2 separate regions of the Zea mays genome follow, and region 2 is linked to region 1. Evidence: chromatin contacts called from public Hi-C data. All regions are on one chromosome and are shown on one strand. Each heading gives the region's core, a stretch centred on a gene start, on an enhancer-like site or on the middle of the called end of the contact. The rest is flanking DNA. Distances are from core to core; before and after follow the strand shown. Region 1 holds the start of LOC100285977. Region 2 holds the start of LOC103627300 (DNA repair protein XRCC3 homolog).

The links. Hi-C and Micro-C count contacts between places; a contact is called where the count stands out from the background.
Region 2: a contact with region 1 is called in a Hi-C map of ear, with 4 times the contacts expected there. The contact joins the promoter of LOC103627300 here to the promoter of LOC100285977 in region 1. A contact is called at or near these places in 8 of 25 Hi-C or Micro-C datasets (bundle sheath, ear, endosperm and 3 more) and 2 of 3 datasets of contacts at active chromatin or transcription factors (leaf and seedling).

The regions. Positions count from the first base shown.
Region 1 is chr5:177,187,379-177,192,850 of Zm-B73-REFERENCE-NAM-5.0, reverse strand. It overlaps LOC100285977, which reads left to right and starts at 2,800. Exons shown (of 15, transcript NM_001372349.1): 1 at 2,800-2,996; 2 at 3,098-3,222; 3 at 4,324-4,439; 4 at 4,621-4,716; 5 at 4,840-4,896; 6 at 5,093-5,245; 7 at 5,325-5,409. The coding sequence starts at 3,192.
Region 2 is chr5:177,372,113-177,377,584 of Zm-B73-REFERENCE-NAM-5.0, reverse strand. It overlaps LOC103627300 (DNA repair protein XRCC3 homolog), which reads left to right and starts at 2,564. Exons shown (of 1, transcript XM_008647595.4): 1 at 2,564-3,914. The coding sequence starts at 2,655. The coding sequence ends at 3,530.

The DNA of each region.
Region 1 (5,472 bases), core at 1,551-4,050:
CACGCAGCAGGCCCCTACCTGGCGCGCCAACTGTCGGCGTTTCGAGACAGGGGGGTCCCTAAGCCGACGAGTGAGTGTGCTGCGTGCCCCAGCCCAGATGGGTCGAGCGCGTGGGCGAGCGCGAAGGGGGGAGAGGCGAGGTGGCCGGAGTCGAGCGTGAGAGAGGTGGAAGTCCCGCGGCCTTCGTGTTCGTCCCGCGCCCAGGTCGGGTGCGCTTGCAGTAGGGGGGTTACAAGCGTCCACGCGGGTGAGGGAAGCGAGCGGCCCCAAGAGAGCGCCTGTCCCGTCCTCGGTCCCGCGCGGCCAACCTTCTCTGAGAAGGCCCTGGTCCTTCCTTTTATAGTCGTAAGGAGAGGATCCAGGTGTACAATGGGGGGTGTAGCAGAGTGCTACGTGTCTAGCGGAGGGAGAGCTAGCGCCCTAGGTACATGCCAATGTGGCAGCCGGAGAGATCTGGGCACCCTGCTGGCGTGATGTCGTGGCTGTCGGAGGTGCGGCGGAGCCTGGCGGAGGGACAGCTGTTGGAGCGGTCGAGTCCCTGCTGACGTCGTTCTGCTTCCGTAAGAGAGCTGGGGGCCGCCGTCGTCATAGAGCTTGTGGAGCGCCATCATTGCCCCTCCGGCGGAGCTGGCCGGATGGGACGCCGGTCTTGTTCTCCGTGACCCGAGTCGATTCGGGGTAGGATGATGATGGCGCTTCCTGTTGACGTGGCGGTCTGTGCCCTAGGCAGGGCGACGTGGGGGTTCCTCCGAAGCCGAGGTCGAGTCTGTCTTCTGTTGCCGTGGCCGAGCCCGAGCCATGGGGTCGGGCGAGGCGGAAGTCGTTCGGCCGAGGCCAGGGCGGAGTCTAAGCCCTGGGGTCGGGCGAGGCGGAGTTTCGTGTCTTCCGGGTCTTAGCCCGAGTCCGAGCCCTGGGGTCGGGCGGAGCGGAGTTCGCCGTCTTCCGGGTCTTAGCCCGAGTCCGAGCCCTGGGGTCGGGCGGAGCGGAGTTCGCCGTCTTCCGGGTCTTAGCCCGAGTCCGAGCCCTGGGGTCGGGCGGAGCGGAGTTCGCCGTCTTCCGGGTCTTAGCCCGAGTCCGAGCCCTGGGGTCGGGCGGAGCGGAGTTCGTCGTCTTCCGGGTCTTAGCCCGAGTCCGAGCCCTGGGGTCGGGCGGTGCGGAGTTCGCCGTCTTCCGGGTCTTAGCCCGAGTCCGAGCCCTGGGGTCGGGCGGAGCGGAGTTCGCCGTGGCGCCTTTGTCAAGACCTGACTGCCGGTCAGACTCACTCTGTCGAGTGGCGCTGCAGTCGGAGTGGCGCAGGCGGCGCTGTCCCTCTGTCAGACTGGTTAGTGGAGCGGTGGAGTGACGGCGGTCACTTCGGCTCTGCCGGGGGCGCGTGTCAGGATAAAGGTGTCAGGCCACCTTTGCGTTAAATGCCCCTGCAATTTGGTCAGTCGGTGTGGCGATTTAGTCAAGGTTGCTTCTGAGCGAAGCCAAGGCCTCGGGCGAGCCGGTGATGTGTTCGCCATAAAAAGGGGGCCTCGGGCGAGACGGAAGTCTCTCGAGGTCGGCTGCCCTTGGCCGAGGCTAGGCTCGGGTGAAGCGTGATCGGGTCACTCGTGTGGACTGATCCCTGACTTAATCGTACCCATCAGGCCTTTGCAGCTTTATGCTGATGGGGGTTACCAGCTGAGAATTAGGCGTCTTGAGGGTACCCCTAATTATGGTCCCCGACAGATATATTTATTATTATATTCATAATTTTTACTATATAATTAGACATAACATATATATAGGTACATAGCAAAGACAATGAATCTGCTGAAGTCGAAATATCTTACAGTTAAAAATGGAGATAGTAGTTTTTAGTGGGAAACAGGAGTCGCTACCTTCACACCAAAAAGGAAAGTATGACTAGTAAGTGACATGAGATATGTGTATGCCATTTTCTAGAGATATTATTGTACATTCAGACCACTCTCAAAAGTTCTAACACGTTCGTGTCGAACCGGCCCATCCATCCGTAATTCATGTAAAAGCCCAGGAATCAAATTTGCAGCACCAAATTCTAATGAAGCAAAAGAAAGTCAACTAATAGAAAAGAGAAGCAATCAACAGAAACATGAGCAATAGAAACTTAACATTTCTAGTAAATTAGTGAGTTATTCTTAGGTGGCTGTCTTATCATAAACTTTTGATTAGTAGGGGGATACTGGCCTCTGGGTGCGAGCAATCTGGTCTCGAGAGCTAGCGAAGGCAGACCATGCGGTGGAATGTTTTAGAATTGTAGAACGTCTTGAATTATGGAATGTGTCAAATATACACAACTTCTAGAATTGTGAGCACGGAGGGAGTACATGTATCGGGATGGAACCCTAGTCTATGTCAAGACAACACACAGCGAAAGTAGATAGTAGAAGAGATGAAAAGCGGACGCAGTCGTCGTGGCCCCCGGGGCACTCCACCCCCCACTAAACACCCGACGTCGTCACTGCGTCCACGCCTTTGCCGCGGGAAAATCCCCCGGAAACCCGCACAAAACCGATCTCACCCAGCAACGAAACGGCAGCAGTTTCGAAAAACCGAAGCGAGATGTGCGGGGGCTGTACTGTACCGCGCTGTGCCTGTGCGGAGCACGGGGCCGGGCCACCCACCCGCGCCCCGCACCGCGCTGCCTGCCCTGCCCCTTGCCGCGCTGCGCTGTCCGTCGCTTCTCCGTTCGCGCTACTACTGCCACTGCGGGCTGCGGCTAGTAAAAAAAAGCAGCGCCGCGCCTCCACCTCGACTCCAGGCCAAGGCAGCCAGCCTACCCAGACAACCAAACGAACCCGCCCGGAGCAGCAAAGCATAGGCGCTCGAGCGCTCCCTCCTGAGCTCCTCCGCCTCACGGTCACGCCTCGTGTCCCCCCACCCCCTCCTCGTCCTCCACCGGCCGCCTCACGCCGTCACCTCCGCTCGGCGAGTCTCGGCTCCGACCCCAGCCGCCACGTGCGACCTCCCCTACTCCTGACTCCTGAGAGGTAAGATCTTCTACCTCCCCGCTCTCCGGCTCCTCCGCTACCCTGAATTCCGCGGGTTCAGGAGGGGTCTAACGGCTACCTCGCTGCTACCGCGCGCGCAGATCTGCGGGGCTCGGCATGGGGTGACCAGATCGGGCCGCTGCTCGGTGCTTTCCAGCTGAATTCTGCCCGCAGCTCGTGTCGGAGGCAGCGGAGATGGCGGAGGCCGGCGTGGCACGCGGCTCAGGTTTGGTTTCCTTCGCTCTGGCTGCTCCCTTCGCTTCTCTATCTGTTTTTATCCCTTTTTTTTCTCGGCCTGTGTTGCTTCGGCTGAGCCTTCGTGTGGTGGTGATAATTACTAAGCTGGTGGGTGGACTCTGAATCGATGAGAGTGTAGAGGTCCAGAGAAACGTGGACTTAGGGAGTTGACACCTCGTGTGAGGTTGGAGAGCTGCAAAGTATGGAATTCGGTACAATTTGGGACGGTTGTGCATTTTTTTTTGCCATAGTCGGGAATGCTTTTCGTCTTAACTTTGCCATTTGTGGTGCAGTCTGTTGCTTTTTGACCGATTCATGGGTGAATTTGTATTTTTGCCGGTCTGCCTGCTTAACTAATGTCTGTCTGCTGTCGTTTTTATGCATGCACAACTGCATCGTGAAATTTGGGGCGGATAATGTAAAGTCGTAAAATCCGAAATTTGGTGGAAATTTGGATCTGCAAACTGATTATTTCCTTTGACAATTAGAAATCACGGTGCCTTCCGTTGTAAAAATTTTCATGCTTAAGTAACAAATGTTTCGACAACATAGATGGCCCTTAATTCTTGTATACGTTATAGGCTTATTGTTTTGACTGCTTTGCCCGACAATTTGCATTTTCGCTGTTCTGCAGTAAATTATTCAAAGCAGGATCTGGGAAACTGGGCTTATCGGAAAGAAAGATGTATAGTTGTGGATCTGCAAACTTATTTTTGTCAAATTAGTAGTGCATTCCATGGTAGAAGTTATATGATTTGCTCAACTATGTTAAGTACTGGGTGGGTATTTACTTCAAATGAAAGGGGCTCAAAACATCTAGTTGTAGCAGAGTTGTATTGTACCAATGGCTTCCATGTGAAGTATTTCCCTACAAAAAAATATATGATTTTTTATTGGATCTGTGTGAATGTTGCTTTATTAGGATTATATCATTGTTACTCGGTTAATTCATTATAAAAATAGACCAATTACACTTACACTGTAAAATTTACAAAATAAAAGGCTAAGAAATCCCTACAGTCCAATGTATGCCTTGTTCTCAACTTATCATGAACATTTCTCCTTAACAAAATCAAATGCCTTTGTATAGGGAGTGCTGGCGATGCTTTGTTCAGGGAACTCTGGCATGCTTGTGCTGGGCCGTTGGTCACAGTGCCTCGCCAAGGCGAGCTGGTTTATTACTTCCCGCAGGGTCATATGGAACAGGTATATCTCATCGTAGTGTGCCACAGTTAAGGAATTGAATGATTATCTGCGTTCTGTAGCTATTAATATTTTGATAATATTTCTTGCTCCATATGTTCGGATGACAGTGGTCTGTTCTGCATTAATTCCACTGTTTTTATGTAATCTTGTCATTAAACTTCGATCAAACATCTTTCTGTAGCTTGAAGCGTCTACAGATCAACAACTTGATCAGCACTTGCCTTTGTTTAATCTACCGCACAAGATCCTCTGCAAGGTGGTCAATGTAGAACTTAGAGTAAGTCCTCTGTTCCTTTTGGTTTGCGTAGTCTCCCTTCATGCAAACTTCACTGAAATAACAATTGCCCACTAATAGGACCAATCAGATACTTCATTTTACTGCTTTACCTTTGGAATGCAGGCTGAAACTGATTCTGATGAAGTTTATGCTCAAATTATGCTGCAACCACAAACAGAGGTGAGTAGGTTCACGTATATAATTTCTTGTGGATCTCAATCCTCTCACTGCATTATTGTCCGTTTCTTTGTATGTTCAGTATAGTACTGTATCTCACTCATGATCTTTCTTTTTTGCAATCAACTTTTCTAACTATATTGCACAGTCAGTATTACATGTGAATGTGTTGACTTATTTTCCTAATTCACTAAATTAGCAAAGTGAGCCCACCAGCCCAGATCCTGAACCACCTGAGCCTGAAAGATGCAACATTCATTCCTTCTGCAAGACCTTGACTGCTTCAGATACAAGTACCCATGGTGGATTCTCTGTCCTCAGGAGGCATGCTGAAGAATGTTTGCCCCAACTGGTTAGCGCCATAATTTATAACATACCTGGGTGCAGTATTTGAGTTACGGCTTTTTAAGCGGGATGATTTTTATCTGCAGGACATGACTCAGAATCCACCGTGGCAAGAACTAGTGGCTAAAGATCTCCATGGAAATGAATGGCATTTCCGTCACATCTTTCGAGGTTAGTTTCTGATCTCAATGTACCAGTTAAACCTACTTTTTAGTTCCATAGTATTATAGTGTT
Region 2 (5,472 bases), core at 1,315-3,814, 180 kb before region 1:
TTAGCCTTCGCCTCCCTCTTCTATGGATATATTAAAATCATCTCAACAGGTGTTGGATAAGTTTTTCTTCAATTGGTGCTATCCCTAGCCTATCATATATATCATCGTCCCAGACTCGATCTCTTCTTGTATGGCTACAAATCTAACACAACATACACTTTTCTGCAACATTTATCTACCTGAATGTGTCGTCTTTTTAGGTTCTGTGGTATCCTCTTGTCACCTAGAATCCCAGATGCTTTACGCCACTTCATCCATACTGCTTTGGTCCTATAGCTAACACATTTATTAATATTTTTGTTCCTCTACAACATTGGTCTTAAATACTGAAAGTAATCCTTCTTGGACACTACTTATCTTCCAAACCAATGTCTCCTTTTTAATGTGTAGTAGTGCTAAAGTCATATATCATATATTCGATTTTAATTCTACGAGTCTAAAACCTTTGAACTCTAGAGTCTTTAGCCACAACTCTAGTTTTTCATTATCGAACACGCAATAGAAGAAAAAAACAGTACAAAAGAACACCCACACACACTGACCCACACCCATGCTGAGACAACAGGAGTGCGCACGAGACATACTGAGAGACACAACCAAAACAGATAAAAAACAACACATGGACTAAACAACTAAGCCACTAAGAATATCACTCTGAGTTGTCAACAAGGCTAGCCCCTTGGTGCCAGCAGAAATCTAGCACCAAAGTCCTTTACCGGCCGATATTTGGGCTATAGCAAGATGTGGTGATTTGCCATTGAACACACAATCATTCCTTTGCCGCCAAATAATCCAAGCTTCCAACACAATCGGAGGGTTGAGCCCTTTCTGGAGCTGCTTTCCCATGACGTTGACACAATTCGTTCACCAGTCATCGAAGATCACACAGATTGTTGCGGACAAAGAGCAGCGAGCCCCATTCTTTGGAGAAGAAAGAACCAGAATTGCCTGCTGAAAACACAGTTTACTACGATATGATTAATCGTCTCATCTTCCTATTCACAAAGGGGACAACAGCTCGATCGGGGGATATTTCTTTTAGCCAATCGATCCGATGTCCCGGTTGTGGATCACAAGACAGATGAAGAAAATGCACTTAGGAGGAGCCCAAGTCTTCCAGACACGATGAAAAGCCTCCCACTGCAAGTATCCTTGGAAGATGGCTGCATAAGCCGAGGTTGCTGAATATTTTCCGGAACTAGACAGCCTAAAAAAGTGTCTATCCGTCATGTTGGGTTGCAGGTTAACCCCTTCAAAAGCTTCCCAAATAAGCGTGATTTCCATGAGCACCTCCTAGGATGAAATACCTAGTTTTGTATTTGCTCATGTCCAACTTCCATCAACTAGCACTATATTGTCCGCAAAAAGCATACACCAAGGGATATCCCCTTGTATGTCCCTTATGATCTCATCCATCATCAAGACAAAGGTAAGGGCTCAAAGCTGACTCTCGATGTAATTCTATAAGCATGAAGTTATCCGTGTTTCCATCACTTGTTCAAACAAGTGACAATATTGTTCTACATGTCTTTAATAAGTCCAATGTACTCCATTGGAGCTTTACGTTTGTCCAAAGCTCACCACATAATATCTCTTGGTATTTTATCATAAGCCTTCTTCGAGTTAATGAAAACAATGTATATATCTTTCTTTTGTTTTTTATACTACTCCATCACTTGTCTTATTAAGAAAATAGTTAACATGTTTGACTTTTTGGACATAAAACCAATTTGGTTCATAGATATCCTCGTTATTCCTATCAAACGGTGCTCGAAAACCCTCTCCCATAGCTTTATAGTATGACTCATCAACTTAATTCTCCGGTAATTAGTACAACTTTGAATATCTTTTTTGTTCTTGTAGTTTAGTACCAATATACTTCTCTTCCATTTGTTAGACATCTTGTTCGTCCGGAAGGCTAGGAATCCTAAGTGTCTCTCAACTTTATTTGATAATTAGAACTAGGTATGTACCCATGTTTCGTAACTATACGAGTTAAAACAGCTCACGTCTAGCAACGATACAAAGTTCAATTCTTATGTTTATTGGGTTCTATTGAAACGCACAAGCCTATTTGCTAGTGTATGTCTAGAAACAAGACAAAGCATCTTATAGTTTAGAAGTGAGAATGTATTTTGTTACATAATGGTTACATATCAGCTTGTCAGCAGTCCTACGACGAACTGCATGGTGTGTGTTGTCGTGGTATAATAGTGTTATTATTATGATTGAAGGTTTTCCTGCATTATTTCAAATTCCAAATGATTTTGTTTGAAGTGATATTTAGTATTCCCTTCGTTCCAATTTATAATTCGTTTGATATTTTTTTATCAAATTATTGTCATTTTTAGTGTGTAATTGTTTTGGCATATAATATATTTTAAATATGACTTTAAATTTTCTATTTTTTTTGAAAAAAATGAATAAAACGGGACGATCAAACTTAAGATAGGAAGGAGTAATTTAGTTCTAAACATTAGAGCTGAAAAGAGGAAACAGAGGTAATTGGGCTAGGCCCAAGCCTTTTTTTTACTCGTTCTATTCACCGCTCAAATATCAGCCCAAAAGTTCCTCCTACAGGCAAACTACCCGCGACGGTTCAAAACCAGACTCCGAGCGAATCCCCAATCCGTTCGGCGGCGAGCCGACCGGCGATGCGTCCGCCGGCGCCGAAGGTCCCATCCGCCGCTTCCTCGTCCTCCCACAGCCAGCGCGAGCCCCGCCCGGAGAACCCTCTCCTCCTCCTCCCCTCCTCTCGCTTCACCAAGCTCTCACTCGGCTGTCCCCTCCTCGACCGCCTCCTCTGCGGCGGCCTCCCCGCCGCCTCCGTTACCGAGATAGCCGGCGAGTCTGCCTCTGGAAAGACTCAGCTCTGTCTTCAGCTCGCCCTCCTGGCGCCCCTGTCCCCGCTCTCCGCCTCCTCCCTCTTCCTCCACTCCGACCTCCCATTCCCCCTTCACCGCCTCCGCCGCCTAGCCCCCAAATCCCGCCCCGATATCCTCGACCACGTCCTCGTCGCCGCCGCGCACTCCCCCACCGACCTTCTGTCCCTCCTCGCCCGCGCCCAGCGACTGCTCGCCAACCCCGGCCGCTCCCCGCACCGCCTCCCCATCCGCCTCATCCTCCTCGACTCCATCGCTTCCCTCTTTCGTGGCGACTTCGACGCCTCCCCCGCTGACCTCAGGCGCCGGTCCGCGCTCTTCTTCCAGATATCGGCGAAGCTCAAGGAGCTCGCTTACAGGCACCAGTGTGTGGTGGTGGTGACCAACCAGGTGGTGGACGTGGTGGAGGGGGACGCCGGGAACACCGTGGCGTGGTCGTCGGGGCGCCGTCTGAGCCCGGCGCTCGGGATCGCCTGGGCCAACTGCGTCAACACGCGCCTGTTCCTGACGCGGGAGGTGGAAGGGAATGGCACCAGCGGGAGCGCAAGGAGGTGGATGAAAGTGGCGTTTGCGCCGCACCTGCCAGAGCAATCGTGCGAGTTTGTGATACGGAGGGACGGCGTCTTTGGCGTCGAGCCGGAGAGGTAGGCGCTCCTCTTGGTCTTTTGTCAGGACTTTACAGAGGAAGTGTGTGACCATAACCTGTTTGATGAAATGTCCCCGTTGGTAGTTAGATTTCACACACCCTGTAAAAGATTCAAAATATTTTACTATTTTACTTCAATTGTTAAGAATGGATGTGAAGCCATGCATGTAAATTAGACGTGTCACAACACAACGGACAAGTGATTGAACCTTTCTGGGGAAAGAGTTATTGTAGAAATCATCATGGCTAGTTTTGAAGTCTGAAATCAGAACCTAAGTTCTGTCTTCTTCGTTGCTTCTGTGAAATAACGCCATGTGTGTTTTAAACTGGTGTTTTATTAGAAAAGCGAATGTGCAATAATATTCCAGCCTTTGTATTGATCGATACATATAGTTGTCTGAAGTTTCAACCAACCAAAAAGCACAAATTTCGCAAGCCCTGCAAGGGTAAAATCAAATAAAAGGAAGTCTGACACTTTGATCTATTAGTTGAACATTCATCACACGAGCTACTGAATGGTGCCATGCCAATAAATTATTTCTAACTAAGGAGCTTCTAAAAGAGACGCTTAAAGGGTTAGAGCATAGAGACGCATTAACAGAAGCACTCTTTTTCCCTACAATGTTATAGAGACTAGGAATTGGTCTCTAAATGCTACACTGCCTAACTAAACATCCTCCCAATATCTTAATTCAGTCCAGATTCAAATTTCCAAGTGATTCACAAGTTTCAGTTTAACAATGTATGTTGCCATACTCTTGTCATGCCATTAGAGGTGTTTTACCTGTTTCAGAATATCGCTTTTGTTCTGTTGTGTTGTAGTCACATTGCCACAATACCACAGCTGTGCTCAAATCTTGCCACAAGTTATGAACGAGCATGCAGAGAGCATCCTAACCTTAGAGCATCTCCAAGAGACTATATTTTTGACTCTTTATTTATCTCTCTATAAAGATTAAACTCTATATGTAGTATCTCATTCCAACAGACTTTCTAATATGTAACTTAGTTTAGCTAGCTAGAGCAGCTAGCCAAGTTTGGCCAGCGATAGGGGCAATTTGGAGAGCCGGATAGCTTGGCTAGTTAGATGACTAGTCTGTTAGAAAATTATTTTGTTGTTAAATATCCAAATTTTAACTTGACGAGTCATTTGACCAGTCTCTTGGAGATGCTGTTAATGGATGTTTTGTTAAAGGGGTAAAGCTAAACTTCACCAATTTTTTTCTGCCCAATCCAAGAATGACATGTTGTCTTCTTTCCTAACTCCAGCAAGGTTACGGTTAGGTTTGGGATTCATGGGCTTAACTGAATCTGGAGGACTTACAAGGATTGTTGGTGGTGGTGTTGGGTGCGACATGTGTGGCATTATGCAATTATGCAGATGTTGTGGTGGCACCTCCATTCATTTATATCGACTAGGTTAAGAATTCACTAACTGGTCGCATTGAGGTTTTTGCTTAGAATATATGGATTTGAAAAGGAGCCTACACTGGAGAGATTATGTTGGGTACTCTAGTCACGCTTTTCTTTGCTAAGTATATACATAGAGATTGCAACTATCTGTATAACAGTTATAAATTCAACAATTTGTTGTTGGACTTTGTATAATAGGTATGGAAGGATTGGGAGTTTTTTTTTCATTTCTGATCTTGTTAATAGATGTTTTAGCTTTCCCTAAATAAAAAAATTACAGTGCAAAACAACTGGTAGACATTGGTTGTCAATGGGTTATTCTTGGAGACTGAGCGAAGACATATTAGCGGTGAAAATGATGAGGTGATTTGATAGGATTGCAGATCCTACCGAGGATGTCTTGTAGAGAATAGGGGTGAGATGATGGAGTGGGCTGGAGATCCCGGCGTCGAGACGCTGTGGTTGGGCGTTCCTGGCGCATAACACAGAGGAGGCGAGAGGGGCTGCTGGGCGCAGGTAGCAATAATGGTT